2 separate regions of the Ovis aries genome follow, and region 2 is linked to region 1. Evidence: chromatin contacts called from public Hi-C data. All regions are on one chromosome and are shown on one strand. Each heading gives the region's core, a stretch centred on a gene start, on an enhancer-like site or on the middle of the called end of the contact. The rest is flanking DNA. Distances are from core to core; before and after follow the strand shown.

Region 1 (2,883 bases), core at 195-2,694:
CAGTGTAAGAGAGCTTCCCAAAGGCTTTGAAAAGAAAGTTTTCTGATTTAGTAGCTTTAATTCATATGTTTTATGTCAATTTCCATTGCTGTAATCCATACATTTTAAAATGAATATATGGTTAAATGAAATTATTGCCTTTGTGTTTTTGTCTTCAGGCTAAGTGGCAAATGTATAGCCACAATAAATGTATCAAATGTGTCCATTAGTTTTGGACATGCCACATAGCATGTGAAATCATAGTTCCTCACCCCCTGCATTGGAAGCACAGAGTTTTAACCACTGGACTGCTGGGGATGTCCTCCTCGGTGAATTTTTTCATTAGATTTACAACCTTTCTGTAATAAATGATCGGGACTTCTTTTAAAGAGATCAAATATGCAAGTGTTACATATTTACTATAAAAATATTTTTGATACAGGTGAAGTTTGCTTTTCCACCTTCCCTAGGCTATGCCAAGGGACCTATAATTATTATTTGACAATACTCTTTATTGGACTTTGAAGGATATCTTATAAATTATAAGCATGTAACAGCCTTGAATTTGTAGCTCTCATCTCTCAGAGATTTCTCCTTACTCTGGAATTTTTTAAATTTGTTGTTGTTGGGTTGGTTTTGCCAGTTTAAATTTGTATAGAAAAAAAATTGGACTGGTAGAAACTGTAATTGTCATTTCCTTTTTCAGCTGTCTTTTAGAAAGTAAAGTATGACTTTCTTTATTTAAATTAATTTGATTTATCGTAAAGAATACTTTCCCAGAGAGCTGTGCTTTGTTTTCAAGTTATTTTGGGTTCATAGTAGAATTATTTTATGGACTTTTAAGTACTTAAGTTTTAATAAATGTCCAGCATGTAACATTTCATCAGGATTTTGACCTTCTAATTAAATTGATCTATTGATGTTTTTCCGTTTTGGCATGCATCTTTAAATACTTAGGATAAATTTATATACTTAATAGAAATGTACTATGTTAGTGAATGAATTGGTAATATCTTTGTTTGCCTATCAAGTTGTATTTGGGAGAATAGTAGAAACCTTATTATATGTTTTCTCAGATGTAATATTTTTACTAAATTTTTTCTTGTTATCTGCAATTTAAAAGTAATGTTCACCTATCAATATTTAAACTTAAAAAATGCTTTCAGCAGATATTTATGGTTATCTGCTGTGTTACAACACTGTTTTAAGCACAGTAGTTAAGAACTAATTCTGAAGTCAATCGTTTGCTTCAGTAGAACCTTAAAAATGCCACACAGACTTTCAGTAGTTTCATAAACAATGGGCTATTTTATTAATGCTAGTGCCAGGAACTATTATTAACATAGGCAGTCCCCAGATAAATGAGATGATCTGCATTTGAAAGTTCTCTCACCCTAGTTAAGAGGAGTAGACAGTCAGTTACACTGGGATACTTTAGGACTTTCGTTATGCTGTGCTCTGTGCAGAATGCTGCCTGAGTCCAGAATAGGGAGCAGTACCTGCAGTAGTGATGTAATTAATCACCCCCAAAAGCCCTATTAATAAAACCTTGCAAAGTCGTTCTCTTCTTGGCTGCCAACCTTTCTCATCCTGATCCATCCTTTGCAGAAGCAGCAGAATTAACTTACTAAAAATCAGATCTGACCAGTTTGAGCTTACCAGATGAAAGAATCATGGGGCATTTCAGCCATAGATACTGGCATGTGCGCAGTGGCATTTAAGAATCAGGGGATGGGGCTTCCCTTGTGGCTCAGTGGTAAAGAATCTGCCTGCCAATGCTGAAGACACAGGTTGGATCCCTGATCCAGGCAGATGTCACATTGAGCCTGTCCTCTAGAGCCCAGGAGCTGCTACTACTGAGCCCATGTGCCACAATTACTGAAGCCTGAACACTATAGAGCCTGTGCCCCAGAACAAAGAGAAGCTACTGCAGGGAGAAGCCTCCACTCTGCAACTAAAGAGTAGCCCCCACTCGCCACAACTGGAGAAAAGCCTGTGTAGCAGTGAAGAGCCAGCACAGCCAAAAATAAGTAAAAAAGAAAAGGAAAAAAAGCAGGGGATGTCAAAAAATGATCAACTCGAATCGTGTATATTATCATATGTGAAACAGATCGCCAGTCCAGGTTCGATTCATGAGACGGGCCACTCAGGGCTGGTGCACTGGGATGACGCTGAGGGATGGGATGGGGAGGGAGGTGGGAGGGGGATTCACGATGGGGAACACATGTACACCCATGGCTGATTCATGTGAATGTATGGCAAAACCACTACAATATTGTAAACTAATTACCTCCAATTAAAATAAATAAATATATATATATATTTTTTCTGTCAATGTGACACCCCCCCCCCCAAAAAAAAAGTGATAAACTCACTGTGGCCCAGTCATAGGTTGTGGTGTAGGGAGTGTTAGGAGATGAATTTGAGGAAAGGATTTTAGCCAAATTATATGGCATACTTTAGAATTTTTGGCTGTATTTTCTAAACATTTGGGAGCCAAGGTGTTACTTGAACTGAAATAACAACAGATTTGTTGAAGAGGAAATTCTGTTGGCATCATGAGCATTGGGTTGGAGAGAGAGGTTGGTGCCAAGAGAAAGGCTCTGTGATGAGTCCTTAAAATAGGGAAGTTTTTAGATTATTATTTGCCTCCTTGGTGTACAGATTTATTTTTCATTAAATGCTGAATAATTTATAATTTAAAAATCCCTAATAAAGAAATCTGAAGAACATTTAGTGCCCAGCCAGCATTTTTCACTTGTTCCTCTTTGTGACTGTGTTTTTGTAAACCTAATGTGTTTCTGAGTCTAAAGTTCTGTTATGTTTTTGTATAATTTCTTCTGTTCTTTGACAGTCGGAATCTATCATAAATCACCTTAAAGTTTCATAAGCCCAAATTAATTA
Region 2 (2,883 bases), core at 150-2,649, 250 kb before region 1:
CATTTTTACTCCGAGGGTCATCCCTGTCAAGTCACCCATGCTGACCAAGTGGAGATTTTCTGGGAAAATGTGAAGACAGTACTACAGAGAGAGAGAGAAAAGTGATGTGGGATCTTGCTGAACTGGACACTGCCAGACCTTTTGAGCATGCCTTGTATCAGAGGATGAAAGTATAAAAGTATCGGTTGCTCAGCTGTGTCTGACTCTTTGCAACCCCATGCACTGCAGCCCTGCCAGGCTCCTCTGTCCATGGGATTCTCCAGGCAAGAATAATGGAGTCAGTTGCCATGCCCTCCTCCAGGGGATCTTCCCAACCCAGGGATCGAAGCTGGGTCTCCCACATTGCATGCTGACTCTTTACCATCTGAGCCAGCAGAGCATATGTGTGTCAAAACACAGAGGCCCCATGGAAGATGGCTTCTACCTGACAGTTCCATGGATGTGAATGGAGACCAACTTCATTCTGGATCTTCTTTGACCTCTCACAGTTGCTTCCCTTTACTTCTCAGCCACCCAGGAAATGGGGGAGGGGGGTGTGCTCAACAGAAATAGAACAGGGCACCTCTCCCAACTGAAGAACATCCCTTGAAATGTTCTTTGAAATTTCAACGTCTCTTGAAATCTTTGAAGGTACTTAGTCAATATTTTCCAACCAACAGGAACAACTGTTTTCATTTTTAGGGAGATTATGGCCAATGTGTTCAAGAAACAAATGATGAAAGCAACTCATTCAATATACACTGATGTCTCAGATAAGCTGAAACCGACCAAAAATACAGCTGTTGCTGGGTCTTCAGCCCGTCACCTCCACCACCCTTGTGCCTAAGGAAAGGAACATGGGAAGCGAGCCTCTTCAATGAGCAAAGGAGTAGTTTCATTTAAACAGTTAGGGCCTCTTCAGTGCTTTTCTGGGGCTTCCCAGGTGGCGCTAGTGGTAAGAACCCGCCTGCCCATGCAAAAGGCCTAAGAGATGCAGGTTCGATTCCTGAGTTGGGAAGATCCTCTGGAGGAGGGCATGGCAACCCACTCCAGTATTCTCGCCTGGAGAATTCCCACGGACAGAGGAGCCTGGCGGGCTATAGTCCATGGGGCCGCACAGAGTCGGACACAACTGCAGCGACTTAGCACGCAAGCACACTGCTTTCCCTTCTTGTCCTTCTTTTTTTTTTTTTGCCTCCTTATCCCCACCTTTTTCCGCAAACATACAGAATCTACGAGAAGGCATCCAGCCCAGCCCTAGAGAAGGGCAAGGAGTTTCTCCTACCTTCCACTTGATAAGCTGAGGTGGCTGCCCCCCATCCAAATCCTGCAGGGAAAGCCATGTGTTTCAGAGACAACCGGCCCAGACAACGGAGAGGCACCTTTCAGGCAGAGTCCCACGGTTGCGCAAACAGTGAGTGAACTCTCATCCTGACTGAAATCTCGGATCGTGAGCGACTATGCAAACAAGAAGGGAGCCTGATTAAACGACTCTGCTTGAATGGCCACAGCCTTGATAGGAAGTCAAGTCACTGGGTTCATGGGGAGTGTCTGCAGACACTCCCTGATTCTTAACAGAGTTGGGCCAGCCTGGGCACAGGCCTAGTCCCTGCTTTGGCAGGGTACCCGTCCTTCTAATCTTTCCCCTTTTAATGAAATACATGGACATTGCTTTTAAAAGTCACGTAAACCTTTGTGGCTCAGCTGGTAAAGAATTCGCCTGCAATGCGAGAGACCAGGGTTTGATCCCTGGGTTGGGAAGATCCCCTGGAGAAGGGAAAGGCTACTTACCCCAGTATTCTGGCCTAGAGAATTCCATGGACTGTATAGTCCATGGGGTCACAAAGAGTCAGACAGGACTGAGCGACTTTCACTTTCACTTTGGGCTTTCCTGGTGGCTTAGTCGATAAAGCGTCTGCCTGCAATGTGGGAGACCCAGGTTCGATCCCCGAGTCCAGAAGATCCCCTGGCGAAGGAAATGGCAACCCACTCCAGTACTCTTGCCTGGAAAATTCCATAGACGGAGGAGCCTAGTAGGCTACAGTCCTTAGGGTCACAAAGAGTCAGACACGACTGAGCGACTTCACTTTCTTTCTTTAATCCTCCTAGAACTTTCCCTTGACCATTTCCTCACAATTCCTTATCCCCATGCCCTAGAGGTAACTATTCTCAGCTGTTTCTGCTGGTTTTTATTTTCATGTGGCTTCCCAGGTGTCGCTAGTGGTAAAGAACCTGCCTGCCAATGCAAGAGGCATAAGGAAGGTCGTTCGATCCCTGGGTATGGATGATCCCCTGGAGGAAGCATGGCAACCCACTCCAGGATTCTTGCCTGGAGAATCCCATGGACAGAGGAGCCTGGGATTCAGGCTACACAACCGAAGCCTGCCCAGCATATATATATATATATATATGTCTACGCAATAGGCTGATGCTGGTGCTTCTTAATTTGTTTTTCACTTTTCCATAGTAACTATTGACTTCTGGATAGAAGGGTGGAAGATTCCAGCATGTGTGTGTTCTCTCTTTCTCTCCCCTTCCTCCATTCCCCTCAATGTGGTTAGATTACTATTTCTGTTTAAATAAATATTCACTATTTACATGAATTTGACCAAGTATGGCTCAAAGCTAAACCATGCAGCATACCACACTTGTGTGAAAGTTTTCATTTTCTCTAGGGTTCATCAAGTGTCTGGTTTTGATATTTAATTTCCTGTATACTTGTCACTAATTTATCCCCAGTCTGCCTGGGCTGTGAATCTACGTTCAGACACTCCTGTTTTCCTGCTCCACGCTGCACTGTTTATTTCTTAGGCAGCCACAGATGTACCTGCTCTGCAGCCTCCTTCATCAGCTCTAGGATTTCTCCCTCTTTGTTTCTTTTCCCTTTTTAGAGAAGCAAGCCCC

The links. A called contact is a pair of places that touch in the nucleus more often than the background predicts.
Region 2: a Hi-C map of mixed tissues shows a contact between it and region 1, with 5 times the contacts expected there. The contact joins the promoter of LOC101103396 here to the enhancer-like site in region 1. A contact is called at or near these places in 7 of 16 Hi-C or Micro-C datasets (hypothalamus, liver, mixed tissues and 3 more).

What each region holds. Positions count from the first base shown.
Region 1 is chr6:42,596,877-42,599,759 of ARS-UI_Ramb_v3.0, reverse strand. The region is part of intron 11 of ADGRA3 (adhesion G protein-coupled receptor A3); the gene reads left to right. Among named protein-coding and RNA genes, the nearest start is that of ADGRA3, 98 kb to the left of the region's middle. Within about 2 kb of position 1,444, at least 3 of the 54 cell types and tissues checked have an H3K27ac peak or open chromatin away from gene starts, as enhancers often do.
Region 2 is chr6:42,848,271-42,851,153 of ARS-UI_Ramb_v3.0, reverse strand. LOC101103396 (cytosolic beta-glucosidase) reads right to left here and starts at 1,399. Exons shown (of 5, transcript XM_004009737.6): 1 at 1,265-1,399. The coding sequence starts at 1,322.